Regions from separate parts of the Anser cygnoides genome. Here all the other regions are linked to region 3. Evidence: chromatin contacts called from public Hi-C data. All regions are on one chromosome and are shown on one strand. Each heading gives the region's core, a stretch centred on a gene start, on an enhancer-like site or on the middle of the called end of the contact. The rest is flanking DNA. Distances are from core to core; before and after follow the strand shown.

The links. Hi-C and Micro-C count contacts between places; a contact is called where the count stands out from the background.
Region 1: a Hi-C map of liver shows a contact between it and region 3, with 6 times the contacts expected there. The contact joins the promoter of FAM161A here to the promoter of USP34 in region 3. A contact is called at or near these places in 4 of 7 Hi-C or Micro-C datasets (granulosa cells and liver).
Region 2: a Hi-C map of liver shows a contact between it and region 3, with 2.0 times the contacts expected there. The contact joins the promoter of SANBR here to the promoter of USP34 in region 3. A contact is called at or near these places in 2 of 7 Hi-C or Micro-C datasets (granulosa cells and liver).

What each region holds. Positions count from the first base shown.
Region 1 is chr3:6,758,597-6,762,518 of Taihu_goose_T2T_genome, forward strand. FAM161A (FAM161 centrosomal protein A) reads left to right here and starts at 1,379. Exons shown (of 4, transcript XM_048060946.2): 1 at 1,379-1,512; 2 at 2,366-2,613; 3 at 3,069-3,922. The coding sequence starts at 1,429.
Region 2 is chr3:7,113,248-7,116,819 of Taihu_goose_T2T_genome, forward strand. SANBR (SANT and BTB domain regulator of CSR) reads right to left here and starts at 1,332. Exons shown (of 21, transcript XM_013182221.3): 1 at 1,174-1,332. PEX13 (peroxisomal biogenesis factor 13) reads right to left here. Exons shown (of 4, transcript XM_048060726.2): 4 at 2,695-3,572.
Region 3 is chr3:6,898,241-6,902,124 of Taihu_goose_T2T_genome, forward strand. It overlaps USP34 (ubiquitin specific peptidase 34), which reads left to right and starts at 1,267. Exons shown (of 80, transcript XM_066995343.1): 1 at 1,267-1,559. The coding sequence starts at 1,517.

The DNA.
Region 1 (3,922 bases), core at 129-2,628, 140 kb before region 3:
TGCTGAAACTAAGGTAAACCTTAGTACTTTCCAGAGCTAATTAGCTCTTGTAAAAGTATGTTCTGAAAATGCCATTGAAATTACATAACTTACGCTGTATTACCACAGTAGTTTAGAATTGCTTCTCCTGGAGTTACCCACAATGGAATGATACTTATTTTTCCTTAGATCTGGCTGGACTTTTCACTTGTAGCTGTAAGAATGCTATCACATTCCTTGCCCTGTTTTGTCTTCTGGAGACTACTTTGGTTTCTGATACTACCATAGAATATGAAGGAAAGTCTTTTTCATGCAATTTTATTTAAAATTGGTTTTGGGGAGCCAGTGCAGCTCCAAGGTGTAATATTTAATTTTAAATTGTTCTTTCATTATTTTTTTTCTATGATTGTGTTCAACTCCCATTTTTGTTCAGGAAAAGCCTAGGACTGAAACTGGCCAGCTCAAGTAATGTATATGTGTATACACCCAAACTCAGGGAGAAGTCAAATTATCAAGTATACATTTTTATACTGATGCAAATAATGCTCTATGAAGGAATTCATAGAATAAACATTACCATCTGTTAATATCCGAAGAAAATAACCACCCTTGTTGAGAAAGGCATTATTGCATTACTTGTGCATTAGTGCAGGAGCAAGCACAGTGCACATAAGTGAGCCACTTTGCTAGGGTGAGCTGTAACAAAATACCTGAGCTACCAGGAAAAACCTGGATTCCACAGGTTTCATACAGCTTAGATTTAGTTTGTGCCAAATAGATTTCACAGTTTTGAATTTTTTATAATTTAGAATAAACATTCTAAAATTTATTTCTACTCAGCCAGGAACTGTGAATTAACCCTTTAATACTCATTGCTAGAATTGCCAGATTCCTCTTCGCTTCCTGATTAACTTACATTTCTTACTGTCACTCAGGAGCTGTAGCTTTTAAGTTTCCGCTGCTCTTTTGACTGGCTACTGAAATACTTTGCTATGATTTAAAGCTAAGTATAAGAATCATGATAATTATATAGAGAGAGTAAAGGACAATCAATGGGGACAGTAGTGTTCTGTGCATGTTATTTATTGACTCGTTAAATGTACAAATTACACTTCATAACGGGGTTACGTACAGCAAACACGTCTTAAACTGACTTTGCCAGTCTGGGTGCTAGCTCTGGTGAGGGCTTTCCCATCATTTCAAGCTTCCAATTCTTGACAAGACTTCAACGTGCTGCGTACAGTGGTGTAATTTCTTCATCGGTGTCTTCACGTTATAAAGGACTCGGATCTCCCGGCAGTACCGAGGCGCGGTACCCCTGCCGCCTCCCGCGGAGGCGTGGGGCCCCGCCTGCACGCATCAATCCCGGCTCCCCCCGCAGGGAGGCGGGCCCTCAGCGAGCCGGGGCCGGCCCCGGCCCCAGCCCCAGCCCAGCGCCGTGCGGGAGCCATGGCGGCCGTGCCTGGGGCCGTGCCGGCCGCCCCCGGGCCCCGCGCCCCTCCCGGCGCCAGCAGCCGGCCCCCGGCCGCCCAGGTACCGCCGGCAGGGGCAGGGGGAGGGGGAGCGGGGAAGGGCGGCCGGGGGGCGGTACTGGGCCCTTAAACCCCGCGGCTGGCTGAGAGGGGTTCAGGAAGGGCACTGCCAAAAGCCAGGGGAAGGGCTTGGGGCCTGGGGGCTGATGGAAAAAACATAAAGAGACCAACAGACGGGGAAAACTACTAAAAGCCCGTGTGGAACGGTATTGTGCTATTTTTAGGTGAAGGAACTAGTCCTGTAACATCCTTAAGCAGCGCTTAAAATAATGCAAAGGAAGCCTTTTTAATGCAGCCTAACCTGGGTTTAACAGCGCTTGTCATTAAACTTGTGCAGGCTCTAAAAACGGTTAGCGAACATGCTTACCTCCACACAAGTGCGGGCTGCCAAGCACTGTTTAAACTGAAAGATGTGCAGATCCCTATCACGTCACAACACATTACAGAAATGGCTAAAGCAGCATTTATACAGCACCTAGTGACTTGATTTTAGAATGCTGGAAGGCGGAGAGGGGTGGTTTGTGTGCTTTAAGGCTTTTTTTAGAGCTGTGTACTGAGCAAGGAAAGATTGCGCTTTTTTACAAAACAGCTAAGCTTTTTTTCTTCTGATAAATCCTTCTTGATCTCATTTCCTGATACAAATACATTGATTACAGGGACAGACTTCAGTAGCCTCAGGATATAAATTATTATGCAATAAGATAATTCCACGTGACTCACATGAAAATCTTTATACAGGTATCTATTTGGTGTTAGTGCTTCATTCATTAGACAATTGAATAAAGCAACGTTAAACACATTGTTGCCCTTTATCCTAAGAAAATCAGAAAAATTTACAAAGAAATGTCTTCTAGGACGCTCTTGATGTGGATTCAAATACTGACAGAGAGCAGACCCTCCCTCTACACGGAGACGGTGACAACTGGATAGACTTTTCCAAAATGTGCACTTCCAATCAAGAATATTACTTGAAGCTAGAAGAGTTGAAGAATGCCCACTTGGAAACCATGGCAAAGTTAGAAAGTATGTATCGGAATAAACTCTATTTAAAAGGAGTACAGCCCGTGGCCAGAAAAGGTGCTGCTTCTAATGGGTGTTGCAGGTAAGTTTTGGGTACCTTTTACCTGAAGATTCTCAAGTGCTTTGCAGACACCAGTAAATACAGCAGTTTTTTTCTGCAGCTGGAAAGTGTTACTCTCCCCATTTCCTATAAGCAGATAATTACAGAAAAGTTAATTAAGTTAATTTTAATCATTTAAATGCTTATTCACCTTGAGATTTACAAGTGTGTACACAGCAGGGACTAGGCAATGTGTTTAGTAAAGCACGGTGCCTTTCCTTATGCTGACTTGTTCGTGATCTGAACGTCTTTAAAACTATAATCTGGTGTCAGTGCCTAATGTTCCCTTTTCCCTTTCCTCTCTCCTCTTCTCACCAGCGCTGTTCATTTTTTCCTAATGATGATATTGAAAATGGAAGTCGCTGGCTTTGCATTAATATTGGGCTGGACTCAAAACAGCTTTATTTTCTTTCTTTTTTTTTTCTTCCTTTTTTAAGGCCAACTTGGGAGAAGAGCTCGTATCAGCCTCTAAATCTGCACAAATCCTTCTCTGACTCTGACTTAAGTGATCCCTTAGGCTCAGGTCTGTCTGGTGGGTCTGACAAAGAATTAGCATTTGAAGAAAATGGTAGTGAAACTGGATCATCATCATTTGCTAAGGAACGGATTGAAAAAATGTGGGACGGGTTCTCTGTGGAAGACTACATCGCCCGAACCAAACACAGCTTACCAAGCTCACCAGCCTTCAGAACGACACGGAAGAAGCAGAAGGCATGGTCACCAAAAGTTACTGTGCCCAAGCCTTTCCAGATGACCATTAGAGAAGCTAGAAAAAAAGAACAGAATGTCAAATCAAAGTCCCAGATTGAAATGGAAAATAACCTACTGAAGAAGCAGCTGGAGGAAGAAGCGGAGTGTCAGAAAAAATTCCGAGCCAATCCTGTGCCCGCTGCAGTTTTTCTTCCACTCTACCATGAAATCATACAAAGAAATGAAGAACGCCAGAAGTCTGTGAAAGAGAGAAGCAAACTCAAGCTTTTGGCTTCTCAGAAGCCATTTAAATTCATTGAAAGAGAGAAGCAAAGGAATGAAATTAGGAAAATGCAATTAAGAGACCTTTCCACACCTGAAAAGAAACCAAAACCATTCAAAGCAAAACCAATTCCTAAATGCGTTTATAGTCCAGCTGTTAATGACAAGTTACAGGAGGAAGAGCTCTACAGAGAAATCAGGATTAGAATGAGAGCTGAGGAGTTGCTGCGTAATTCATCCCTACCCACGAGCAGGCTGGCTTTAAAGAACACCAATAAAAAGAAGAAACACAAGTGCATCGAACCAAAGGAGACAGAAC
Region 2 (3,572 bases), core at 82-2,581, 220 kb after region 3:
AAAATAAGAGAACATGCTAAAATAATGCTTAGGTTTCAGATATTTTTGAGACTTAAACACAACAAACAAAACACAGAAGAGGGCACCAGGTTAAAAAGCTTCATTTTAGGAAGACGAGCCAATCTGATAAAAGTCATAGCACTTCAGCAATCCTATCTAAATGAAATCTTTAACAAAGTGTGCCAAACAGCCTGTTTTAAAGGACAAAGATCCTTCCCAGACAAGATGAGCCCAAACTTTCCAGCAAAGACAGATGCCATTTTGAGGTAAATATAAATAAGTCCCTACATTCATCAAGCCCTTAGCCCTCATCCTGACTGAAGCAACAAGAGGTGGCAACGTGGTAATTTGGTGGTGGAAGCTTGTCTAGTCAGTGCACAGACAGATATCAGTATCAGTTGTAATTAAGCCACTGAATATGTACAATATCTGCCGTTATGGAAAGGAATTACCAAGTAAGAAGAGCTCAGCACCACTGGAAAACCTGGGTGGATATAAGATATGCAGCCCAGTTCTTATGCTGCCTTATATGCATGCTGCAGCTGGTTTAAAAGTACACTTAAATGAGATGAGAAAATGATGGAGCACTAGGATCCTCTGGTCTCAAGACATAAAATACACCTAATGAGAGAAAAATTACTTGTAATGTCACATATTCTGTAAGTCACCGCTTTGACCATAACGTGATTATATCAGATAACCAAAGAAAGAAAGAAGAGCAGTTATCCTGCAACAGAACTTATGCTTTAAAGGAGACAATACAGTAGGTTTTAAGCATTGTGCTAGTAAAGATCTTACATACACATCAGTAACTGTGGTTTATGAAACAACCTGCCCATGCACGGACAAGAACTGCTCTAACATGTAATGAAACTCTCAGAAGTAATCGCCTCCCATCCACTTATTTCAGGCAGAACAAAACACGGTGATATATACACGCATTACTGCGAAGATAAGCGAAGGAGCAGGGCTGATTACAAGCCTAGGGATGCCTTTACTTCCATTCTGGCAGTAGCACGGCACGCCTCTCGCTGGCTTCGGACGTACCGGCCGCCAGCCTTCTCGCTGCGTACCCATACCTGTCACGGGAGGGTCTCCCTGAAGACACCCAACTTCGGAGGGGGCACGGACCCCTCACACAGCCCGCGGCCGCAAGGGCCCGGCCCCGCTTACCTGGCGGCTCCAGGCGCGGCGGGACGGGTCCAACGCGGGAGCCGCCCCGGCCCCGCTCCCTGTCGCTGTCGCCGTCCCTGTCACCGCCGCCGCCGCCCCCCTCCGACAAGGGCACCGCCGTGAGGGGACGGCCAGCCGCCAATCAGCGCCGCCTGAGAGGGGAAGCCCCGCCCCCTCCCGGAGCCGAGAGCCAATAGGGCGGCCGGGTGGGGCGCGAAGGGGCGGGGCGCGGCGCGCGCGCTGCGGCCCTCCCCGCCCCGCCCCGCCCGGCCCCGCCTTGTCGCAGTGCAGCGGCAGCGCCCGCCTCGCGCACGGCGTCCGGTCGCCCGGCAACGCGCGGCCGCGCGCGGGGGGGCGGAGCCGGCTGCGGTTCGCTCCCCCCTCCCCTCTGCGTGACGCGCGCGCGGCCGTGACGCTGCCCGGCCTCCCCAGCACGGCGGGGCCCTGAGGGGAGCGGGGCGGCGGCCTCCGCAAAATGGCGGCCGGGGTCCAGCGACTGGCACCGCATTTAACTCCTGGATGTGCAGCCAGGGCGGGCAGCGCCGCTTTGGAATTAACCTCTGCTCCTACACAGCAGTGCCGTGTTTTTTTTTGTTTTTTTTTTTTTTTTTAAATACGAAAAAAATGTATTTGGAAAAAAAAAAAGATTTAGTAACTCAAATTCTACCCCTTTGACAGTTCTACAGACTATGTTAAATTATTGATAATTCAAAGGTAGCAGAACTGGCTCTGTGCATTAAAGTGCTTTCATTTCTAAAGTAAATTCTAAAGCTTGCCTTTGATAGTGTAACAAATTGTCATTTGCTCCAGGGTTTTTTCCTTCGATTACTTCAAACCTAAAGAAAACCTTAATACCACAAAGTAGTATTAAAAACATCTGACATTATTACTGACATCACACCATGCTTGTGTCAATAAAACTGGATGTACAAGTGCATTTGTTTCTAGGAGACATTATCCAGTTGCTTAAAGGTGGTGTGCCCGCAGAATTGGAGCGGCAGCACGGTCACCCCAGGCCCGCTTCAAATCATCCTGCAAAAGAACCACTCCCAAGAGGCAAAGGGGAAAAAAAGTGCATCGTCATCACCTTGGACACACGCAGTTACTACCTGTCATCACAGTGTGAAAGTGTTGGCAAACCCCAACATGTGGCCACACCTGCATGCATGAAAAACTAAAAAGGAGCTACTTACAAAGATATGGTTTCATCTTATCCGTGTTTGGAAAATAAATGCAGCTCCCCTCCTACCACCAACAAGAATATTTATACAACAGCAATGGTGTGTCAAGGAAGTCATTGTGTTGGTTACTGACTTTAAACCTCTTTTGGAAAACTTTCACTGACAAATCAGATTTATAAGAAACTCTTTTCTTTGTATTTACTTGACTACTACATTTCACCAATATGACCAATACGTCAAAGCAATCTTACTAGCTCAGATGCAGTCCAGTTCCACAGAAGGAATTTTTTGAACCTGTGCAAAGAAAGGACAATTTTATTAAGTTCTACTAGACAAAAGAAGTGTTTATAATTTATTTGTCAGAAACCTGAGCGAAGCTTTGAACATGTGCACATTCATGTACTGCTAGCACCCAGAGAACCAGTCAAAATTGGCAGCTGTCATTAGTTCAGATAGTATTCAAGCACAAAATGGTTGGTATGCTGAACAGTCTATAATAACATTCAAAAAAGATTAAAATTTTATATAAGCAAATGCTGTAGGTCTGTTAGAACCTTCTAGGTCTGCTACAGGTATACAAGTAGTGCCAAAGAATAATAAAGGTAGCTCAGTACTTACAGATCTTAAAATAAGAGTCAATTGCCTAATGCAGTATTTCAGCAGTACTTCAGCTCAGTTCAGCAGTATTTCAACTGCACCTCTTTCCTAATCTCCTCTTCTACATACTCCAGCTGGAGCCGCACCTCCTCCTTTTAGTCTTCTCACTGTTCTTAACTTGCACAAGTCTTGAGCAGCCTGTCAACCAGCCTCTCTTTTTCAATCAGCATTCACTGAGATGGTTTTTCTGTAGGCTGACGTACAGGCAGAGATGTAGACAATGAAATTCACACCCTTTCCTAATGCTAGTTTGTACATACAAAGAAAAAGGAAAAATCTAAATCTTGAAACAGTATATATTTTACTTCAATTATTTTTAACACCCTTCTGCAACCAATACAGTTAATTGCGAGCTAAATAACTTCATTTCCTCAGAGCCTTCATTTCGTATTAAAGTAATCACAAGATTGAAAGAATCAAAACTCTTGTCAGGATTTAGCAGATGTAGTTATGACAGTTAGTGATTGGTAGATTAAAGTTGAACTGCTGTGAAGACAAGTTATTTATAACCTATTTTTCTACTAAAAAAATGTTTTCAAAAATATTATGACCTGAAATGTG
Region 3 (3,884 bases), core at 17-2,516:
ATACTATAGGAGCGCCTGCTTAGCGGAGAACGACCAGCCAAGGTATATAACGTGATGCATGTTCAAATTGCATGGATTCGGGAAGACGAGAACGAAAACGCGCGTGTGCACGATTTCATGGGTTTAAAAAAAAAAAAAAAAGCTTTTTTTGTACAGGAAACTGCTGCTCGAACAATTGTCTTCCAGAGGTCTGAAGCAGCAATTCAAAGTGCGCCTGGTAGACAGTTAAATTGTAGTTGTAATCGGCATAAATTGTGCAACTTTGTTTAGAAAAATAATAAAGAACTTAAGTTATAGGATTTTTTAAGACCTTTTCACGAAAATGGGGGTATTTTCAACTATTTACAGAAGTGGCACTTGACATTAGGCATCTATCACGCAGTCTACCAATGTAGCAAACCCCTTTCAGCAGGATCAAGAACTCCGCCACACAGGAGGTAAAAAAAAAATGCAGTTATTTGCACGTAACAATACCGTAGCACTTCAAGTATTTTATTTTCGGGATGCCGGGCTCGGAAGAGCCCCCAGGCGCCTCCCGGCAGTCACCTCAGCAGCCGCCGCTCGGGCTCCCCTCAGCAGGGCTGGGCGGGAAGGAGATGGCCGCCGCGCCTTCCTTCCTTCCCGCGCCCCGCTAGAGGAAGACGCCAGTAACACGTAAAAGACGAGAGACCTCCTGGCAATAGGAAGCCTTCTCGCGTCGCAGCGTGCCGACAAAGCGCTCGCTGGAGCCCGGCGCGACGCGGTAAGCGCTCCCTTCAGGCCGGAGGTCCCGAAGGGCCGCGGCCGCTCTCCTCCCGCCCGGGCCGAAGAAGCAGCCTCCAGCTTGGCTCAAGAGTTTAATTACGGCGAGGGAGCACAGAGCGAGCCCGGGTGGCTCAGCAGAGGCTGCCCGGAGCGGCGGGGCAGCGAGGCCTAGCTCCCCCCTCACGGGAGGCGGGCAGGGCTCGGCGCTTCCCGCCCTACCCGAGGCGCGCGAGGTCCCGCAACCGCCGCCGCCATTTTAGCCCGGCGGCCTCGGCTGCCGGCCCGGCCCCTTCCTCCTCCTCCTCCTCCTCGGCTCGGGGGGGGGAAGGCGGGGCGAGAGGGACGGGAGGAGGGACCTGGCCGCCTTCTCCCGCTGCCTGGTCGGAAACTGCCGAGCTGAGCCCGAGCGCCCCGTCCCCCCCTCGCCGCCGTCCCCTCCTCCTCCTTCCCCCTCAGCAAAATGGCGGCGCGTGGAGCCACTGGGAGCCAGTGAGTGACTCGGCTTCTCCTCCCCGCCGCCGCCGCCGCCACAGGCTCATTTGCATTGATCAGCCGCCCCATCCCCCCCTCCCCGATCCCAGACCAGCCCCGGCCTCTCCCCCCTCTCCCTGCCCGTCCCTGCCCTGCCCTGCCCTTCCCTTCCCGCCCCCTCCCTCCCCTCCCCCCGGCTGACCCCCGCCCCGGCCCCCATCAATCATCAATCAGCAGCACCGAGCGGATCAATCAATGGTCGGGAGGAGGCGGCGGCGGCGGCTGCTGCTGTTAATGAACAATGTGTGAGAGCTGCGCCGAGCTGCTGGAGGTGTTAAATGAGAGTAAGTGCGGCCGCCCTCCCCTGCTACCCTCCCCCCCGGCGCTCCCCGGCCCGGCCCGGGACCCCGCGGCCCCCGCAGGGGCTGGCTTACGGCCCCGCTTCGCCTCCTTCCTCCCGCCCTTCCTCCTCCTCCTCCTCGCCGCCAGGCTCGGGCCTCCCGGCCGCGGGGTGGCCGCCGAAGGGGAAACCTGCCCGCTCCGCGGCTGCCCCCCCCCCCCCCCGCCTTGCCCTCCTCCCCGAGGCCTGTCCCCGTGCCCCCGCATCCCCCCCGTTTGGCCGAGGAGCCCCCCCAGGTGTGTGCGTGTGGGGCCGGGCGGGGACGGAGCCCGCCGCCGGCAGCCGCAGCGGGGCCTAGCTGGCTCCGGCTCGTTGGGGAGCTGCCCGCGAGCCGCTCCGGGGGCTGCTCAGCAGCTGGAGGCCGGGCCTGGGCCGGCCGCCTTTTAAAGCCGGCTCCGAGGGCTCGTGCCTGCCCTCGGCAGCCCGCCGTGAGCCGCGAGGCCGAGGGGAAGGGACGCGGCGGTGGGCGCCGCTTCGCCACCGCCTGTGAGGGAGCCGGCGCCCTGAGGAGAGCGGCCGGGCTCGGCGGGGGAAGGAGATCCTGGGGGCTCCGCCTCGGGGGTGCTCTCCTGCTTCCCCCCGAAGTTTCCCCCTGCACAGGTGCTGGCTGAAGAGCGGGCAGGGCCTGGGGGTGGCACAGCAGGTAGCCCCCCGGCGATCCCCGTCTCGTTTGGGGCACGAAATCCCCTCGCCCCCCCCTGCAGTAGGCCTCGCGTGTCCCCTGGAACCTGCTCGCGGTGCTCCGCGGGCTGCGGGGCACCTTCCTCCCTTCCTGGGCCGTCTTGGGGAGCTGCTTCCTGAACAAAGACCCCAAAAATATATTTCTGGGAGATGCCGAGGGATTTAATCAACTTACCTCTTCAAGTTGGTGATTAGTGGCAACTTTAGGTATCTGAAATCTTAAACGTAAACATTTTCCTGGTTGCACACCACAGTCGGTTTAGAAGCAAATCAGCTTCCAATAAATTGAAACACAGAATGCTTCTTAGAATGGTACCCGGGTAGAGCTTTCCTTCTTTTTTTTTTTCTGTTTATTTAAAGAAAAACTCTCGTGAGGCCTAATTGCATGTGGTATTCATTCTTTGCTAAGATCTATCAGTAGGTACTATGATAGGTGAGAGTTGGCCTCTTACTTGCTGGGGAAATACGATATTCAGCAGCAGTCAGCATTTTATCTGGAAAGCAAAAACGTGTGTGTAAAACTAACTTTCAGAAGAGTCTGGAGATGGGAATAAATCAGATTAAAAGGTTAATATCAGAGAACTGCTGGGTCCTTAATACTGCTTGTTCAGTTGGCTAAGTTTCTGATTCTTATATCTTGTTTTGAACAATCGTTGGGATGTTTACTTAATTTAGCATGTGTATCTTATCTTTCTCAACTGCAGAGGTAGGGAATACATTGGTATTATAGACTGAGTGCTTATTTAAACAGTAGGTTCAAAATAGGTCTAAATTATCAATGGTGCGCCCATGACAACTGTTTGCTGGAAGAGATAACTTCAGTTGGTTTTGATGGGCTGATACGTAATCGTTGTTTAAACTTGATCAAGATTGATATAGTTAAGTAGAAAAAAAATGCAGTGTTAAACTTGGTATTTCAGCAAATCTCTGAATTTCCAGTATGAATTTATTTCTAGGACCGTTTCGAGGTAGTTGGGATGCAGGCATGTAGATATTCCCTTATAGATAAAGTAGTATCATAAATCACTACAATACTGGGTTTTTGATAAACTATGGTCTAGATAATATAATGGATGGTTCTGTGTAATTTAAAATACAAACTTGCTATTTACAGCCAAATTTTCTTTTCATAAATAGCAAGTTTGTATTTTAAATTACACAGAACCATCCATTATAGAACCATAGGGAAATTGTGCACCATTGTTGTTGTATAATGAACTTCCAGAAATGCTGGTCAAATAACACTGGATTTGGTCTTCCATCCAGAGGAACAAGGACGCTTTAAGAAAACATAAATACTTTGTGTATGTGTTTGGATACTGAGACATATGATACGGTGCATTGTGTATGTCACCTGCATTCCTGCTATGAGAAGGATTTACAAGGGCGATATACTTTTTTTGTAACTTCAAGTTGTATTTTGTGTATTTCTTAAGTAATATTTAATCTTAATGTACAAAAACAATGTCAGGTCTTGGTTTTTAAAGCATTGCAGCAAAAATGGAAAGTAGTAGTGAAGAATGAGGTCATGCCCAAAATGTGTGAGCCAGAGACTGCCAGCAGTTTCCTTTTCTGCCCGCTGAGCATT